2 separate regions of the Sus scrofa genome follow, and region 2 is linked to region 1. The links are chromatin contacts, called in public HiChIP or PLAC-seq maps. All regions are on one chromosome and are shown on one strand. Each heading gives the region's core, a stretch centred on a gene start, on an enhancer-like site or on the middle of the called end of the contact. The rest is flanking DNA. Distances are from core to core; before and after follow the strand shown. Region 1 holds the start of TXLNA (alpha-taxilin). Region 2 holds the start of MARCKSL1 (MARCKS-related protein).

Evidence for each region. HiChIP or PLAC-seq counts read pairs in DNA pulled down with a chosen protein or histone mark.
Region 2: an H3K27ac HiChIP or PLAC-seq map of skeletal muscle shows a contact between it and region 1. The contact joins the promoter of MARCKSL1 here to the promoter of TXLNA in region 1. A contact is called at or near these places in 1 of 47 Hi-C or Micro-C datasets (skeletal muscle) and 2 of 2 datasets of contacts at active chromatin or transcription factors (alveolar macrophages and skeletal muscle).

The regions. Positions count from the first base shown.
Region 1 is chr6:88,658,037-88,661,315 of Sscrofa11.1, forward strand. TXLNA (alpha-taxilin) reads left to right here and starts at 2,015. Exons shown (of 11, transcript XM_003127774.6): 1 at 2,015-2,169; 2 at 2,706-2,915. The coding sequence starts at 2,738.
Region 2 is chr6:88,786,340-88,789,671 of Sscrofa11.1, forward strand. It overlaps MARCKSL1 (MARCKS-related protein), which reads right to left and starts at 1,433. Exons shown (of 4, transcript XM_003356281.4): 1 at 1,143-1,433; 2 at 715-744; 3 at 200-347; 4 at 1-197. The coding sequence starts at 1,229.

The DNA of each region.
Region 1 (3,279 bases), core at 765-3,264:
TTTTCAACAAACAGCAGGTAAATTACTGTTAATTAAAGAAAACCTGAGGAGTTCCCATTATGGCTCAGAGGAAATGAATCTGACTAGCATCCATGAGGATGCAGGTTCGATCCCTGGCCCCAGTCAGTGGGTTAAGGATCCGGTGTTGCCGTGAGCTGTGGTGTAGGTTACAGACATGGCTCAGACCTGGCACTGCTGTAGCTGTGGTGTAGGCCAGCCAGCTACAGCTCCAATTCAGCCTCTAGCCTGGGAACCTCCGTTTGCCGAGGGTGTGGCCCTAAAAGACAAAAAGAAAAAGAAAAGAAACGAAAACCTGATACTTCAAGTTAAGGAATTTAGCAGTTTTCTGTGTATGGGAAGATGCAAGAGTCTGGGCTTATTTCCTTTGATATGCAACTCAGCTAACTGGGGCCACTATCAGGTGCTTTTTCATCCTGAGTCTCCTCAGGGTGCTCTATGGGCTTGGGCGGGAGGGTGACTGCAGCACAGACTGCTAGATGGCAGGCAATTTGTTTCTACCCTGAGTTCCCCCAGGGCTCACCTTTGGGCAGCTGTAATGTGATGGCTTGATGGCTGCAACATCCTTTGTTTACTGATATGGCAGGTAACATTTTTTTCATCGACAATGGTATGGCACCTGCAAAAACCTGGGAAATCCTGGAAACAGTAAAAGTATAGCTGGAACAAAAAAGGCAGAGGGGGACGAAACATTGTAAATCAACTACGCTTTAATAATTTTTTTTAAAAGGCCAAGGGGATGAGGAGGATTGACAGGAAATAAAAGCAAAACCATTTAGGCATTAAATTTCAAGCACAGGAGTTCCTGTTGTGGCTCAGAGGTAAAGAATCCAACTAGCATCCATGAGGACACAGGTTCGATCCCTGGCCTCACTCAGTGGGTTAAGAATCTGGCATTGCCATGAGTTGCAGCGTAGGTCACAGATGTGGCTCGGGTCTGGCGTTGCTATGGCTGTGGTGCAGGCTGGCAGCCACTGCTCTGATTAGACCCCTAGCCTGGGAACTTCCATATGCCGCAGGTGCAGCCCTTAAAAAAAAAAAAAAAAAAAAAAAAAATCCAAGCACATAGGTTGCTGTGTTTTATTCTGTTGTCTACAGACAAATGGAAAAAGAATTGTGATTTCACATTTTGAGAAAAGCTTGGCTATTTTTCCCCTTTAGCACCAGTGCAACTGGGACTTGGTAGGAGTGGGCCAAAGAAAAGGCTCAGGAATCTGCTGAAACCAAACTTCCCCTTACAGGGCCTCAGCACCTTCCAAAGAGGGACTCAAGGTGGAAATGGGGATGGGAAATTAAGTATTTACTTTTCCAAGTTACCTTGACTCACCCTCAAGGAAAGCGCATCATGGTGATTATTTCTTCCTGAGTAAGAAGCAGGGTAGTCCAGTAGTTGAGATGGGTGCCAGACTTCCTGGCTTTGAAACTGCTCTAATCAGTCAATAGCTATGTGACCTTGGACAATCACCTAACAGGTGTAAATTGAGAGTAACAAATACTACAGTATTTATCTGGAGTAGTTACTGGGAAAGCTAGCATTCAAAGAACTACTGTTATTAAAATTTTCTATAGGAATACGGAAATCGAGGCTCTGGGAATGAAAAGAATGCCCGGTCACATAACAAATTAGTGATGAAATTAGGACTGGAAGGAATACAGATCTGATGTCCAGCACCGTATTTTATCCCTCGTCCTCAGAGTTCCTAGATAGTCACAGATATCCTCAGCAGGAGGGAAGGACGGGGTTGAGGTGTGCGGGGAAAAAGCAGCCAGGCGCAAGGCTCTGGGAGCTGAATCATAACTTCTGCGTGATGGAAAGGAGGTTGACGTGAGTACCAGTGCAGAATGACTGGCTGCTTTCGGACCTCCTGGGTCTGGGCTCCAAGAACGAAAGCCCTGTTGCAGCTTGGGAGTCGGGATCAGCCCGGTGCATGGAGGGACATGTAGTCCTTTCTGTCCCTCCACCCCCCCACTCCGCCTTCCCAACTCACCCGCCTCAGAGGCCGCCTTCGCTTCAACTTTCCCAGCAAGCCCCGCGAGAGCGCGGGCTATTGATTGGCCGCGGCGCGAGCAGGCGGCTCTGCCGGCAGCAGTTACCCAGGGTTTCCGGTGAGAGGCCAGAGCAGGAGAAGCCGTCGGGACGTCGGCGGTGGGGTGCGTATTGCGTCGGTTAGGGGTACAAGGCAAGCAGAGGGCCCGGGGCCCGACGCCTTCGGACGGTTCAGGGAATTACGCCGATTCCGCACGAGGACTCGGGCTGGAGTGCAGGGGCCGAGGCCTGTGCGCATGCGCGGGCGGAGCGCGCGGCTGGAGGGCGCGCGGGGCGTGGGTGGCTGCGCGCGCGCGCGGGGGGGTGGGCACACGTGGGGCCTGGGGGGCGGGGAGGAACCGGGAATCCAGCGTCCCGCCACGTCAGTCCCTGGGCCTGAGCCTGTCCGGCGCACGGGCTGTGGTGAGAGGGCTGGGTTGTGCCGGGGAAGTAGCTTCGGGGAAAAAGGAGGCCTCCTCTCCCCTGCTGTTGGGCACACCAGACTTCCCTGACCGACCAGAGATAGGGAGCCCCACTGGCTCCCATCCGAGGAAGGCCGGTCGGTTTAAGAAGCTTTGCGGGTCCGGTGTGGAGATATCAGATCCAGGCTGCGAAGAATTGTTTAAAGTCTGGAAAATAGCAAGTGTATTTGTTTCTATAGGTTCTGCTCATAACCTAACGTTGCAAACAACAATGAAGAACCAAGACAAAAAGAATGGGGCTGCCAAGCAATCTGGCCACACTTCCAACCCCAAAAACACCCCGGGGCAACCGGAAGCAGGACCAGAGGGAGGCCAGGGGCGGCCCAGCCAGTCTGCTCCCACGACAGAAGCTGAAGGTTCCACCAGCCAGGCTCCAGGGAAGGCTGAGGGTGTGTGCCAGCTCTGCTTTTCCAATGGGCAGGGGGAGGAGTTTATGGTGCGTCAGTCTAGCTTCTGGGGTTAGAAGCCAAGGCCACTGTTTATCCAGAAGGGAGGAAATGTAGAATGAGGGGAGGACACCACTGAGTCCTTGAGTGCCCACTCTGCGCTGGGGAGTTGATAGAGCCTCCCACCCTAAGCACAGGGACAGAACTCTCCTGAGAGAAGCTTCTGACAGGATTAAGTCAGGTTGGCAGTCAAATGAGGCACCCAACCAGCAAATCAAAAACACCACTTTCAGCAGTGGGTAACTGCTATTCCTATTTGAGGCATTTCTGGAACTTTTTTTTTTTTTTCTTTTTTTTCTGTTTCTTA
Region 2 (3,332 bases), core at 183-2,682, 130 kb after region 1:
AGCCTTCCCTTCCTGGGCAGTGCCTTCCTCGCTGCAGGCACCGATCTCCCCCTGCTCTTGCTCTTCCTCTGTGGGCGAGGAGGCAGACGAATCGCCCCCACCCTCCTTCCGATTTCTCTTGAAGGACAGGCCACTCAATTTGAAAGGCTTCTTGAAAGAGAATTTCTTCTTCTTCTTGGGGGTCTCCTTGGGGGGGCCTCCCCCTTGGCCTCAGCCCCCTGGCCAGGGGGTGCTGGCTCGATGGCATCGCCAGTGGCCCCGGCTGCCTCCTCTGTTTCGTTCACGGGGGGCGACTCCCCTTCACCTTTGGGGGATAAGTCTCCATTGCTTTTCACGTGGCCGTTCTCCTGCAAGGCAGAGGAGACAGCAGTGAGGGCCGGGGCTCTGACTCCCCTCCCCCAGCCCGCCCCTGACCTCTCGCAGACAACGGGGTCCCGACTCACTGCGCCGCACCCCCGGAGCCGGCATCCCGTCAAGCCTCCCCCTCCTGCCCCGCACCGGCGCGGCCGGCAGGAGGCGCTGGGGTCCCGGGCGCCCCCTCCCCCGGGGCGCGCTCTCTATTCGGCGCTAGAGCCGCCCGCGGCCGCGGATCCCGGGCGGGCGAGGGAGCCGAGCGGCCGACACTGGGCGGGAAGCCGCCCCGGGGCGCTGTTCGCCGCACCTGGACCGCCTGTTTTCCCTGCCTCTTGCTTTGTGTAAACGGCCCCCACCCACCTCAGGCTCTCCCCACGCCGCGGCTCCTCCCTAAAAAAAAAAAAAAAAAAAAAGGCCGTGGGCTATTGAGGTCGGGTCTGCGGGGGGAGTGCCCTCCCCTCCTGGCGCCCGCCCCGCGGTCCCCGGGTGCCCCCTTGGCGCGGCCCAGCAGCGCCTTTGTTCCCCGTGCGGCCCTCGGGGCGGCCGGGGGCAGCGCCGGGGGCCGGGGCCGCGAACAAAGAAGGCGGCGGGGCCCGGCCGGCGCCCCCTCCCCGCCCCTCCCCTCGCTTCGCCCGCGGGGGCTGCGGCGCCGAGAACAAAGGGACCGGGCGGGGGAGGGGGCGCCGCGTGTCCCGGGCCGGACAAAGCGCGCGGCCCCGGCCCGGGGCCCTAGAGGGGGCGAGGTGTGAGAGGAGGGGGCCGGGTCGGGCCGGGCCGAACGCACCCACCTGTCCGTTAACCTTAGCGGGGGAAGCGCCTGCTGCCTCCTCGGTGGTCACGTCGCCCCGGGGAGCCTTGGAGCTCTGGCTGCCCATGGTGGGGGTTCTGCTGGGGGGCGCCCGGAGCCACCCCGGGCTCGCGCCGCAGGGGATAGTTCGGTCGGGTGGGCCTGGCCGGCGGAGGGGTGGGGCTCACGCCTGAGGGGGAGGGGTGTCGGGGGGAAACCGACTGCACCCCCGCTCCGTGCCCGACCCGCTGGCTGCGCCCGCCGCCTCTCTGCTCCGCGCCAGAATGCCGCCCGCCGCCCGCCGAGCCGCCCATATATACGCGCCCGGAGCTCGGGGCGGGGCCGGACATTTAAATGAGCGCCCAATCGAGGGGCGGAGGCGGGCTCAGGTCGCTGGCCCCACTTGCGCAGTGGGAGACGCTGGCGGTCTGGGCCCCCCCAGCCCACACGGCTGCCGGGGCAGGTGGGGTCCAGGGTGGGAAGGAGAGGGGGGGCGCCTCCGCGAGCCGCGCGGAGAAGGGCTCCTAGAGGAAAGAGGAGAAGGCAGTCATCCTCTCCTCTCACCGCCCACCTCTCAGGGTGGACACCCCAGCTTCTGGAGTGGCCCCTATAGCCTTGGTTGGGCACTGGCAGCCCAGTCAGTGTCCTCGTAGAACTCTGCGAAAGACTCACATGCCCAGACTCGTTAGCCGGCTGGTCCCGAGTTATGCTCCAGAGAATGTGATCGTGGAAGCCGCAGGGCCAGGGCTGGGTCCTGCACCCCCTCAGGCCGGGAGACCAGTACGAGGTCCCGCCCAGGTTCCTGCCTGCCGGCCCCGGGCAGCCTGGAAAGTCTGACCCGCTGCAGGGTCGCTCTGATCAGACTGGTGAGGGCTGTCCCTCATTCCTTTTCTCAGTCCTCTGGTGGCCAGTCACACCGAACCCCCACAGACAAGCTCACCCTTGGCCCTTCCTGCCCTCAGCCTGGATCTATGTCAAAGTCCTGTCTGGGGTGGTCTTGTGACCTTGAGGGGCATCTCCATCCCGGTTGGAAAGCTGAGGAGCCTGAGGCTCACAGATGAGGACATAACCTGTCTGACTCTGACACTCTCCCTTGTCATGGGCTCCCCTGCATCAGAGACCCTCCCCAAGCTGGCAGAAGAAGCCCAGGAAGGGATTCAACAAACCTTAAATCATGCCAGTTCCTGAGGCCTTGAATGGCCCCTTGAGGACAGCCTCCAAGCTACCAGGCCAGCCTTCGGCCCTGCCTGAGTGACAGAGCCAGGAGTCAGGGGCCAGGTAGAGGTGGCTGGAGACGCTCCAGCTGGAATCTCCTGCCACTCCCCCAGAGCAGACCAGGGGGAACCCCAGAGTCCTGGCTGGCTGGGATGTGTGTGTGTCCGTCCCCAAGAGGAAGGGGATGGGGGCTGAAGGAAGCAAAGTTGCAAAGGCAGAGCTCAGCACGTCCCTCCTTCACTCCCTCCTTCCTACAAATAAGGCCTCCTGGGAGGGCTGAGGTTATGAGGTGTGGAGACACCTCAGGGCCTAAGAAATCAGGAACGCCCACAGGTCCGACCACAGAGGAGGTGGCTTCTACATTCAGCACTCACTCTTGTAGCCTCCATCCCTGCCCCCACTCCAAGGCTACACTTGGCTTCATTAGTGCCCCCCCCCCCCATTTTACAGACTAGGACAGAGGTTCAGAAAGGGAAACTGACATGCCCAAGGGCACACAGCAGATACCTGTAGCTGCGGGTAACAGAGTTTGGAGAGACCTACAAAAAGGGGCTGGGAACTATAAGGAAAGCCTTGGAAGAATTCTCTGTTGAGACCTGGGGCTGCCTGGTCAGAATGGGAGGCAAGAAGAGTTAGCTTTGGGGACAGGAAAGGGCACCATGGCCCACTGCAGCTCACTGACAGGACAGTGACTTCTCCACCCACTGCCACTAAGGGATGGACATCGTGACCTGCCTCTCTGTCTCAGCCACAATAGGGAACCCACAATGCTGCCAGGCACTGCCCGCACCAGCTGGCAGGGCTTGGATGGAGGGTGTGTGTCCTGGAGGGGCTGGAGTCAGAGGTTAAGAGCAGGTCCCAAGGCTCCCTATTTCCAGGAGCTGCCCCGTGGGATGACAGGCAAATCACAGAGACGGTCCCGGGAGGAGAGCATCAGGGCTAAAGGACCCTGAGTCCCCAGAGCCTCAAGGGAGTC